Linked DNA regions of Danio rerio: regions 2 and 3 are each linked to region 1. Evidence: chromatin contacts called from public Micro-C data. All regions are on one chromosome and are shown on one strand. Each heading gives the region's core, a stretch centred on a gene start, on an enhancer-like site or on the middle of the called end of the contact. The rest is flanking DNA. Distances are from core to core; before and after follow the strand shown.

Region 1 (3,074 bases), core at 393-2,892:
AGTTTAGTCCCTTTATTCATCAAGGATTGCCACAGCGGAATGAACCGCCAACTTATCCAGCATATTTTACACAGTGCATGCCCTTTCAGCTACAACCCAGTATTGGGAAACACTCTTAAATTTACACATTACGGCCAATTTAGTTCACTGCCAGCAAGTCACCCCGTTTGTCCATGTGCAGTAAAGTAAAAAGGAACCAAAGTAGTATTTACTTCAATCAGTGATTATCTATGGTGCAAGGTGTTTTGTAGAGTTCCAAAGTTAAAGTGTGGGTTTATTTTTTGTTTAAGCACTTAGGTGATGCGATCTGAAGTAAATTATCTAAATCAGGGGTTTCCAAACTGGTCGTTGTCCTGCATATTTTAGTTACAACCCCAATTAAACACACCTTAACTAGCTTTTGGGTATACTAGAAACTTCCAGGGAGGCGTGTTGAAAGAAGTTGTAGCTTAACTATGCAGGACACTGGCCCTCCAGGACCGAGTTTGGACCCCCCTGATCTAAATCATGCTGGTAACGGTGGGACTACTTCTAGGCGGACGTACACGTGCGTATATATGTGTGTATATAATGTAAACAATGTTTTCCTTTATGCTTGCGCGTCTCATGTGAACTACCGCGTTTTTCTGCTTACCTGACAGGAGTTGAAGATTGAATGTAGTTTGAAACGACAAGGTTAGTTAGTCATTTCATTACACTAGAGTGGTATTTAACATATATTAGCTTTAAGTCTAGCGGTTATGCTTTAAAAATATGTTAAAACACTCAAATTATTTAAGTAAGTTAACGGTACAAAATTTATTTTGTAATAACAAAGTAATCTCACGGGAGCCCAAAATGTTCTAAACAAAAATATTTTTATTTATTGTATTATAATTTGTTTACAACACTTCGCTAACGTTACTAAACTGGCCGTGGGATTTAGGTAAAGTTGGTTCTACATTCAGACATTCTCTTTAATAATATAATTTCTGAAAAGTAATACTTTCTAAATAGTGAAGTCATAGTAGCACTAAATTACTATCAAAGTACAACATTGTTTACAGTCAAATAAATAGTGCTAATGTTGTTTTCAAGTTATACTTGCATGCTAATTCAGACTGAATATTCAAATTAAGTTAGAGTGGTTAACAATATATGGACCGTGAAATAAACAAAAATACGAATATAAAACCAACTTTACCTCAGTGGCCGTGGGCCTGTGCCAGTCACTCAAGATGAGCACTAGAGTCATGCTGTCAAAAGTGAGCAGGTGGTGGCATTGCAAACCCCCAAGACATAGGAAGGCATGGGTAGTTAGCTAACATGCTATTGCTAACTACCCAATATAACAAAAATATATATATTAATGATCTCTAAAGGATAAAAGCGTTGCAGTAGCATTGCATTGGTGCAAAGAACGTTAAGACAAGAGTTGTGAGACTAAAATACTTCTAACCAGTCTAACATAAAGCAGTCTGCAAGCTATCATTGTGCTAACATGATTTCAAAACAGAAGATGCAAACAACAATTATCGAGATCTGTCATTTAAGAGAGTAAATCCACCAAGTCAATTACACGGCATAATAAGTGAATATACAAACCATCTTCGATTGATGAGTTTAATGAATGAGTTTATGTCCCATGTAGAAGCTCTCGTGGTGACACTTGAGTGTTCGAACAGCTGAAGGAGTATTTTGATGACGTATGCAACAGTCGCTCGCTCTGATTGGACCATGTCGAAGCCGCATGAGAGCTGTAGTTCTATTGGTCAAACTGTAACGCATGTACTGTTTGATTGGTCCTCATGGTAAAACTGTAAATGTCTTTACTTTTCTTCAAGGACAGAAATAAAACTGGGAGGGTCAAGATGTACAACGACAAATGAAGAGGTGTTGTAGAAACAAACCTGCAAAATGCCTAGTGCCTTTTTGTATACAGTTTACATCATCTACCTTTCAGTTTTTTTTTGTTAATGACACTGTTGGGAAATAATTCTCAATTAAACTACTTCAATTTATTTTTAGTTATGCATTTGTTGGTGTTTTATGGGCTTTTTTTTTAGATTTCTGCAGTCCCATTTGTCTACCAGAAACTTTGCTTTTGAGGAAACCCAAAGAAATCTAACCTTTAAAACGTTTCTCAGAACAAAAGGATATGTACAGAAGCCATCACTGTGGCAGTACCCTTTACAAAAGTAGGCCTAGCCTACAAAATTTAGAAAATGACCAATTTGACAGCTTTTTTATTTTTAGAGAGAACGGCAATATTTAAGGTTTTTGTGTTTATAACAAGACCATACTTGTTTTTATGTTAGCTGCTGCTTTTACGACTGTAAAAAAGACTGATATCTGAATAACTTAACCTACTCTTGTGGTACTGAATTCTGTCTTCTGCTATTTTTCCCCCATCAAAATGGAACATACTGATAAAAGTACCGGAAAATGCAGTATAAACATATCTTACCTATTCAGATCTAGTCCAAATATGTGTGTGTGTGTGTGTGTGTGTGTGCGCGCACATTTTTGCTTGCTCAGTGTTATACTGCATAGATTCTTTATGTGGAATGATTTGCATTTTGGGAATTTGGTTCAAGTTTTTTACAGTAGAAAGTCTTTAGGGCTGCATTCACCAAAAACATTGTAAAACTACATTTAGGCTATAGAAAACTTTGGCACCTTTGTTCTACTTTCACTCTAAAAAAATAAAGGTATCAGGAAGAAACTAACAGGGTTTTCACCGTGATCCCACTGGGTTCCCTTTTTTGGTTCTCCAAAGAACCTTTTATTCATTCATTCATTCATTCATTTTCTGTTCAGCTTAGCCCTTTTATTTATCTGGCATCACCACACTGAAATGAACTGCCAACTTATCCAGAACATGTTTTACGCTGCGGATGCTCCTCCCAGCTGCAACCCATCACTGGGAAACATTCATACACACTCATTCACACACATACACTATAGACAATTTTACCTTACCCAATTCACCTACACCACAAGTCTTTGGACTGTGGGGGAAACCGGAGCACCTGGAGGATACTAACTCTAACACGAGGAGAACATGCAAACTCCACACAGAAATGCCAACTGAC
Region 2 (3,074 bases), core at 197-2,696, 130 kb after region 1:
GCCTCAGAAAAATCGTGGAGTAAAATTAAATGAAAAATTGTCTGTCTAAAATGCCTAAAAATACCATTAAACCCTTGCTCAAAATGGTAATCTAAGTGCTAATGTAATCAAAGCCACAATAAACGCACACAACTGCTGTTTGTCAATAGCCTTGCAGGCTGTGCGCCAACATATAGCGTTGTTGCTTTTGGGTGTCTTGGGTTTGAGCCCCAGCTAATGAACCTTTGCTAATCCCATCCCTCGTCCCTGTATCTCCCTTTCCTTGCTGTCTCAGTACTGTCCTATCCCAATATACCTCAAAAAAAATTCTAAATCCTTGAGAAAGCAAACAATGTAAGATTTAATCCCCGTTTCAGAGACAAGCAGACATTCTACAGGTGTAAAACCCTCTATTTGAATAGCAATGACTTGTAGGCCTTAAAGCACTCTTTAGATCTAGGCTAGTGTGTGTCGAAACCAAAGCAACTTGGAACATCACCACTTTGACCAACCTAGCATTGTATGCATGCTACTATTTCACCAGTCTGAATTAAAACATTACAGAGTGATAAAATATGCAAGTAGTAAAAGAACTTTAGTTGTATCTAGGAACGAGAATGACTTGTAATTGTTTATCAGAATGGTTCTTATTCTGAAGGCAAAGCCTGTTTTTTTGACCAAACAAACTGGAGCCAGTCACAAACTGGCCACGTGTTTCTACCGACTTGGGGGACGGTGACATAATCCCGCTACGTGTTGTTTACCTCACTATAACCAGTCTAAAAACAAACATTGTTCATCTCAATGTTTCTCAAAGCACTTTAGAACTTTTGTTGTTGTGCACAGTTACCTGAAAGACTAGCAACTGCTAGTATTCTGATTGGTTCTTTTTGAGGAAATAAATCCCTTGATTTCATTCATCTCTGTCAGTAGCCGAGTCACTCTATTGTACACATTTTTACATGTTTGGACATACTGGGGAATGCAATGCACTTGCCATAGCGTCAGTTTTTCTTTACCCCTACTCCTACTAACCCTAAGCATAACTTGTCTCTTTTTGAGAAGAGCAGAGTTAGTATTAGAGTTTAACAAAACTTTTCTGCTCTGGAATGGTTAGAGACCAGACACTCTAAACCATGAGCATGTCAATATAAATAGTATGTCAGAAACTACTTGAACCAGTATCAGAAAGACTCCAAAACCCCAACCCTTAGACTCAATCACCACATTTTAAGAATCATTTTGTACACACAAGAAGCTGATTTCTCCATTGATCTTAGTAATGTCCTGTTATACAAGCAGCTGAAAGCCTCAATTAGATTTCCCAGCTGCCCCTGCCGACACTCTCCAGTTTGGACCTACCAATGGACGAAGCATGAAAGAGGGTGTCTTTGTTGATATGCGAGCGGCTTGCCTGCCGTGAAAGTTGAGGACGGAGTGCACACAATAGCCTGGCCGCTAGCCATCCCATCCCCCTCCTCCTCCTTGGTCCCTTAGGAGGGGCTGTAGACCCGCTCTGGGTGAAGCACTACTGTCCTTAAGAGTCGTCAACATGACACCACTCTCAGCTTTCGGTGGTTAGAGCTGATTTGCGTTTGGAGCGTGTTATGAGTCTAATCTTTCTTGAAAAATGGTTTGTTTTTGTGTTGAGTGGCATTTTGAAAGTTCTTATGGAGCTTCCTTGAGGAGTGACTCCTTTAAGTGTTTGTTTACAAAATGTGCAAATGGTGGGCGTAGGAGGACCTCTAGTGGACAGTGCAGGAAAGGTAGTTTTGGGGAAGTAGTATACACAGTGTTTTTTTTTTATACTTGAATGAGCAGCGCTTTGAATTTATACCCTTTTTTTACATGTTCAATTATAATCATCGCTTTTAAATCAGCTTTTTGTGTCTACTGTTTGTCCCGCACCGTTAGGTTGTTTAAAAAAATATCAGTAGTAATAAATGGTCACGCCATTCACGAGGTTGGTTTCCCTCAAGGTTTTTTTCCTTTACATCCATCATTTGGTAAAGTTTGTTCCTCACCATTGGCTTGCTTTGTTTGATACTTGTTAAGCTGCACATTGGTGGATTTGCTCTTCAGTGTTTGAATATCCTGCAGTGAAATATAAACCACACTGAACTGAACTAAACTTAACTTCAACTCTGAAAACTGGAATGACACATTGTCAATTTACTAGAACATTTATGTTAAGCTGCTTTGACACAATCTACATTGTAAAAGCGCTATAGAAATAAACATGAATTGAATAAAATAAATAGAGAATGTAATAATAATAATAATAATAATAATAATAATAATAATAATTAGAAGCCTCTGGTACTTAAAAATAACTTAAATGAAGTTATAAGTGATCAGTTAATAATAAATATATATGTTATAATTTAATAAGTTGTCTAATAAATTATATTATTACTGAAGAAAATGAATTGAAATAAACAAGGACAATCTTAACGTTCAATTAATTTATTTCTCTATAGGTTGTTTTCAATCATGTGGTTCTAGTGACGTGTGAAATTCAGATGGAGGGCAGGAAGTAAAAAAACTGAATGGGAGACATAGAGGAAAGTCTGTAATTTTGCGATTTATAGCATATTTCAAAGGAGATATAAATAGAAAACAAGCACATATGTTTGGCATGATGCTTATATCAAGAAGAGAACCGAGTTTTCTACTAAACTAAAAAATATTTGCATCCAGGCGGAATATACTGTATAAGCTATTACGCTACATGAAAAATACTATAGGAAATACTATAGTGTTTGGTAGCATATAATTACTTTAATTAAACTGTCGTAGTAATTATATTGTTGCTGTGGTACGCCAAAACTGTAGTAATAAACGCAATTATTCAGTAGGCTTCAGGTCTCTACGCTATAATTATACGTCATCACAATGTGCCAACATAATTTACAGTAACATTACAGTATTTATTAAAGTTTATCAGTTTACTATTAACAAAGAGTTGCACACATTATACACTTTACCATGTGGTTCAAAAACATGTTTGTTATAAATTACTATAGATTTTCCTCATGCGGGTATCTTACAGATATCACGAAATAACAGATGAAAGCATACAAAAGCGTGGACGC
Region 3 (3,074 bases), core at 193-2,692, 65 kb after region 1:
TGTTGCAGGTAATGAGTTTATGAAATACCTCATTACTTCAACTTAAATCCAGTAAGTTCACAGTACTCATATAGATTAGTTTTTTTTTTAAACTCAAATGGTTTGTAACAGTCGGTTTCCTCAAATGGTTTGTTACCTTAACTTTTTGAGTTTTACAGTGTAAGATAATAAATTAAGGATGTTGCATACATAAAATGGTCAGAAACAGCTTTACAAAAAGAAAATAAATAAAAAAGATTAAAAAATGGTAAGAAAAATGACTAATGATGCAATTTGGAAACATTGCTCATGCGTTGTAGCTCTGCTGATGAATAACCCGGGCGCATAACCCAGATGCATCTTCCTGTGCTTGTAAACTTGTAAACAAACACTTGCGATTAACAAGTACCGAACGAGTCGTGAAATTTGATTAACGGCCAATACCGATCTCCGGCCAATCGATCGGAGCTTCACTAGTTATCATAATTTTTTTATCCAAGGTAATACATTAGCTGCACTGTAAAAATAAATCTGGGGTGCCGGACAAAACGTAATATAAAGGCCGTTAAATTACAAGAATTTACCGTTAAGTAACAGGCGTTAAATTACAGACATTTATCATTATTCTACGGTAAAATTCTGTAATTTAATGGTCGTTATTTTACAGGGTTTTTTCGCCACCCCAGCTGCAGAAAAAAAAAACGTAAAATCACGGATTTTTTTTTACAGTGCAGCTAATGTAATATCTTCAATTTAAAATGTATGATAACTATAGATGCTACGATCAATCTGCTAAAGATCGGTATCGGCCATGAATCACATTTCACGACTCAATCAGCACTCATTGATCTAGCATATCTTACGAACCGAATGGTAAATTTCTGTAATTTAACTCCCATTATTTTAGGTCATTTTAAAAATGCTGATTTTTTTACAGTTTGCTAAATTAATATTATATTATAAAATTGTGTCATGTAATTTGTAATCAGTTACTGATTACAATTCACAAGTAATCTACCCACCTCTGATCCCAGTGAACAACCATCCCATTTTCACAGGAAAACATAACTCATTTTTGTGTTGGTTAATTCGGACATTACATTTGAATGAAAATGTACGATTTTAAAAAGGAGACGTGCCTCCAATCCACACCCTTGAGCCTACACTTCATTAGGGGATGAGCAAGTCATACTAACATGTACAAATTGATACGAATTAGCTATTAAATCAAGAAGTTATGAATGATATTGCATCAGAAGAACTCTTGTATAGTTTTTTAACAGTGTCGCAAACAGTGACTTTTGCTAGGCCAGAAAGTGTTCATTACCTTGAGAAGGAATCCACTAAACACGCACACACACACACACACACGCACGCACATCAGGCTTCTCTGGTGGCAGCCCTGCTTCCCATTGTTTTCCTTTAACTGTCAGCTCAAGCTCTGCTCCAATGCGCTCCAGTGCACCTACTGAAATCTGCCCAGCCACACTGACCCGGGATCAGGGCCAAGGCACCTCAGCCACCAGGAGGCCAGACATGGGCCTGAAAGAAAGCGAGAAGCAGAGATTATCCTATTCTGGGCCGGTCCGGCAGAGGGTACGGCGGTATTGACCACCCATGGAGCATCCATTGAGCCATGAGATGGTCTGATATACATGCTTACTGAGCATGGCAGATTCCCTTACTCTCGACGGGATAAACCCACGCAGAACAAGCCTCTTTCCGAGAGATTAGGGTGGCAGCTCTTGTCCCCTTATTCGCCCCCCCTCTTTTCTTGGACCATCCTCTGCCCAGAGACAGGGCTCAGAGTCTGCCGGAGGTGAAGCAGATTTTGGTGGTCTGCCAAGATGTTCATTGTCTTTGTCGTAAGAGGTGAGGAGAGGGAATTTGGCCGTCAGGTTTAGCATCCTCTGCCTGTCGTATTAGCTTTCTGGTAACATCAGATGAGAGAACAGAACAGTGTTTAGCCAGCTTTATGAAATCTGAATGCAAATACAAACACATGACAGATTTGTGTGATTCATCACATCGCAGAAAGCAAATATTTACGGTTACAGATACAAATGTAGCGTCTTTTTCAATTATATGACGTATTTTTATATTGAATCATGATTTTAGTTGTCAAAAATTGCGGTTCGTGGTTATGAACACTCAACAAACGTACATATTATATATAATATATTAACAAAAATGCATTTGTTTCCAGTAAGATTTTAAAATACAGGAGGAGTTGTCTATAGATGACTGGAGATGTTTAGTCATTAAAATTATTTGTGATTATATAGTATAAAATTACTGTTTAATATCACTTCTTAATAATAATAATAATCGATAATTTTTATTTTAAAATATATTTGTTGTTTCATTTATATCCATTATAAAATAAATACTGTCGATATTTTAAATATTTAATTTCACTCAAAAGAGAAATTTTTTTGCTTGTTCAAACTACTTATGCAAAATTAGCTGAAACAACATAATTCTTGAGGCTTCATTGGGACAACTTAATTTTTTATGTTCAATACACACACACATTCATTCATTCATTTTCTTTTCGGCTTAGTCCCTTTATTAATCAGGGATCACCACAGCGGAATGAATCGTCAACTTATCTAGCATATGTTTTTCGATGTACATGCCCTTTCAGCTGCAACCCATCACTGGGAAACATGCATATACTTTCATTTACAGTCATACACTATGGTCAATTTTATCTGCCCCTTATTGAAATTATTTGTGATTATATAGTTTAAAATTACAATTTAATGTAATTTAATAATAGTAATTATAATAATAGTAATAGATTTATTTTGTATGTATTTGTTGTTTCATTCATGTCCATTATAAAATAAATACTGTTGATAGTCAAAATATTTATTTTGGATTGCTCATCCTTGTAATAAGGCATCACAAGATCAAAAAAGCAAACAAAAAGGAAACAAAAACACTTTACCTTGAAGCGGCCTTTTTATTTTTACACGTTTTTTTCCTGATTTTTTACTGTTTCATCTATTGTGGTGATTTAATAAATGTTTTTTAATGTTATTTATATTAAAAGGTGTTTTATTTGTTTATTTTGCTTATTTAATTATTTT

What was found. Hi-C and Micro-C count contacts between places; a contact is called where the count stands out from the background.
Region 2: a contact with region 1 is called in a Micro-C map of caudal fin, with 2.5 times the contacts expected there. The contact joins the enhancer-like site here to the promoter of tmem161a in region 1. A contact is called at or near these places in 3 of 18 Hi-C or Micro-C datasets (caudal fin, embryo and hematopoietic stem cells).
Region 3: a contact with region 1 is called in a Micro-C map of caudal fin, with 4 times the contacts expected there. The contact joins the enhancer-like site here to the promoter of tmem161a in region 1. A contact is called at or near these places in 8 of 18 Hi-C or Micro-C datasets (caudal fin, embryo, hematopoietic stem cells and 2 more) and 1 of 4 datasets of contacts at active chromatin or transcription factors (embryo).

What each region holds. Positions count from the first base shown.
Region 1 is chr22:17,934,138-17,937,211 of GRCz12tu, forward strand. tmem161a (transmembrane protein 161A) reads right to left here and starts at 1,643. Exons shown (of 12, transcript NM_001044317.1): 1 at 1,585-1,643. The coding sequence starts at 1,587.
Region 2 is chr22:18,060,940-18,064,013 of GRCz12tu, forward strand. All of the region lies in intron 2 of gatad2ab (GATA zinc finger domain containing 2Ab), which reads left to right. Among named protein-coding and RNA genes, the nearest start is that of tssk6, 19 kb to the right of the region's middle. Within about 2 kb of position 1,447, at least 51 of the 62 cell types and tissues checked have an H3K27ac peak or open chromatin away from gene starts, as enhancers often do. A contact at or near this core is called in caudal fin, where this site is marked.
Region 3 is chr22:17,999,504-18,002,577 of GRCz12tu, forward strand. No RefSeq gene overlaps it. Among named protein-coding and RNA genes, the nearest start is that of gatad2ab, 13 kb to the right of the region's middle. Within about 2 kb of position 1,443, at least 6 of the 62 cell types and tissues checked have an H3K27ac peak or open chromatin away from gene starts, as enhancers often do.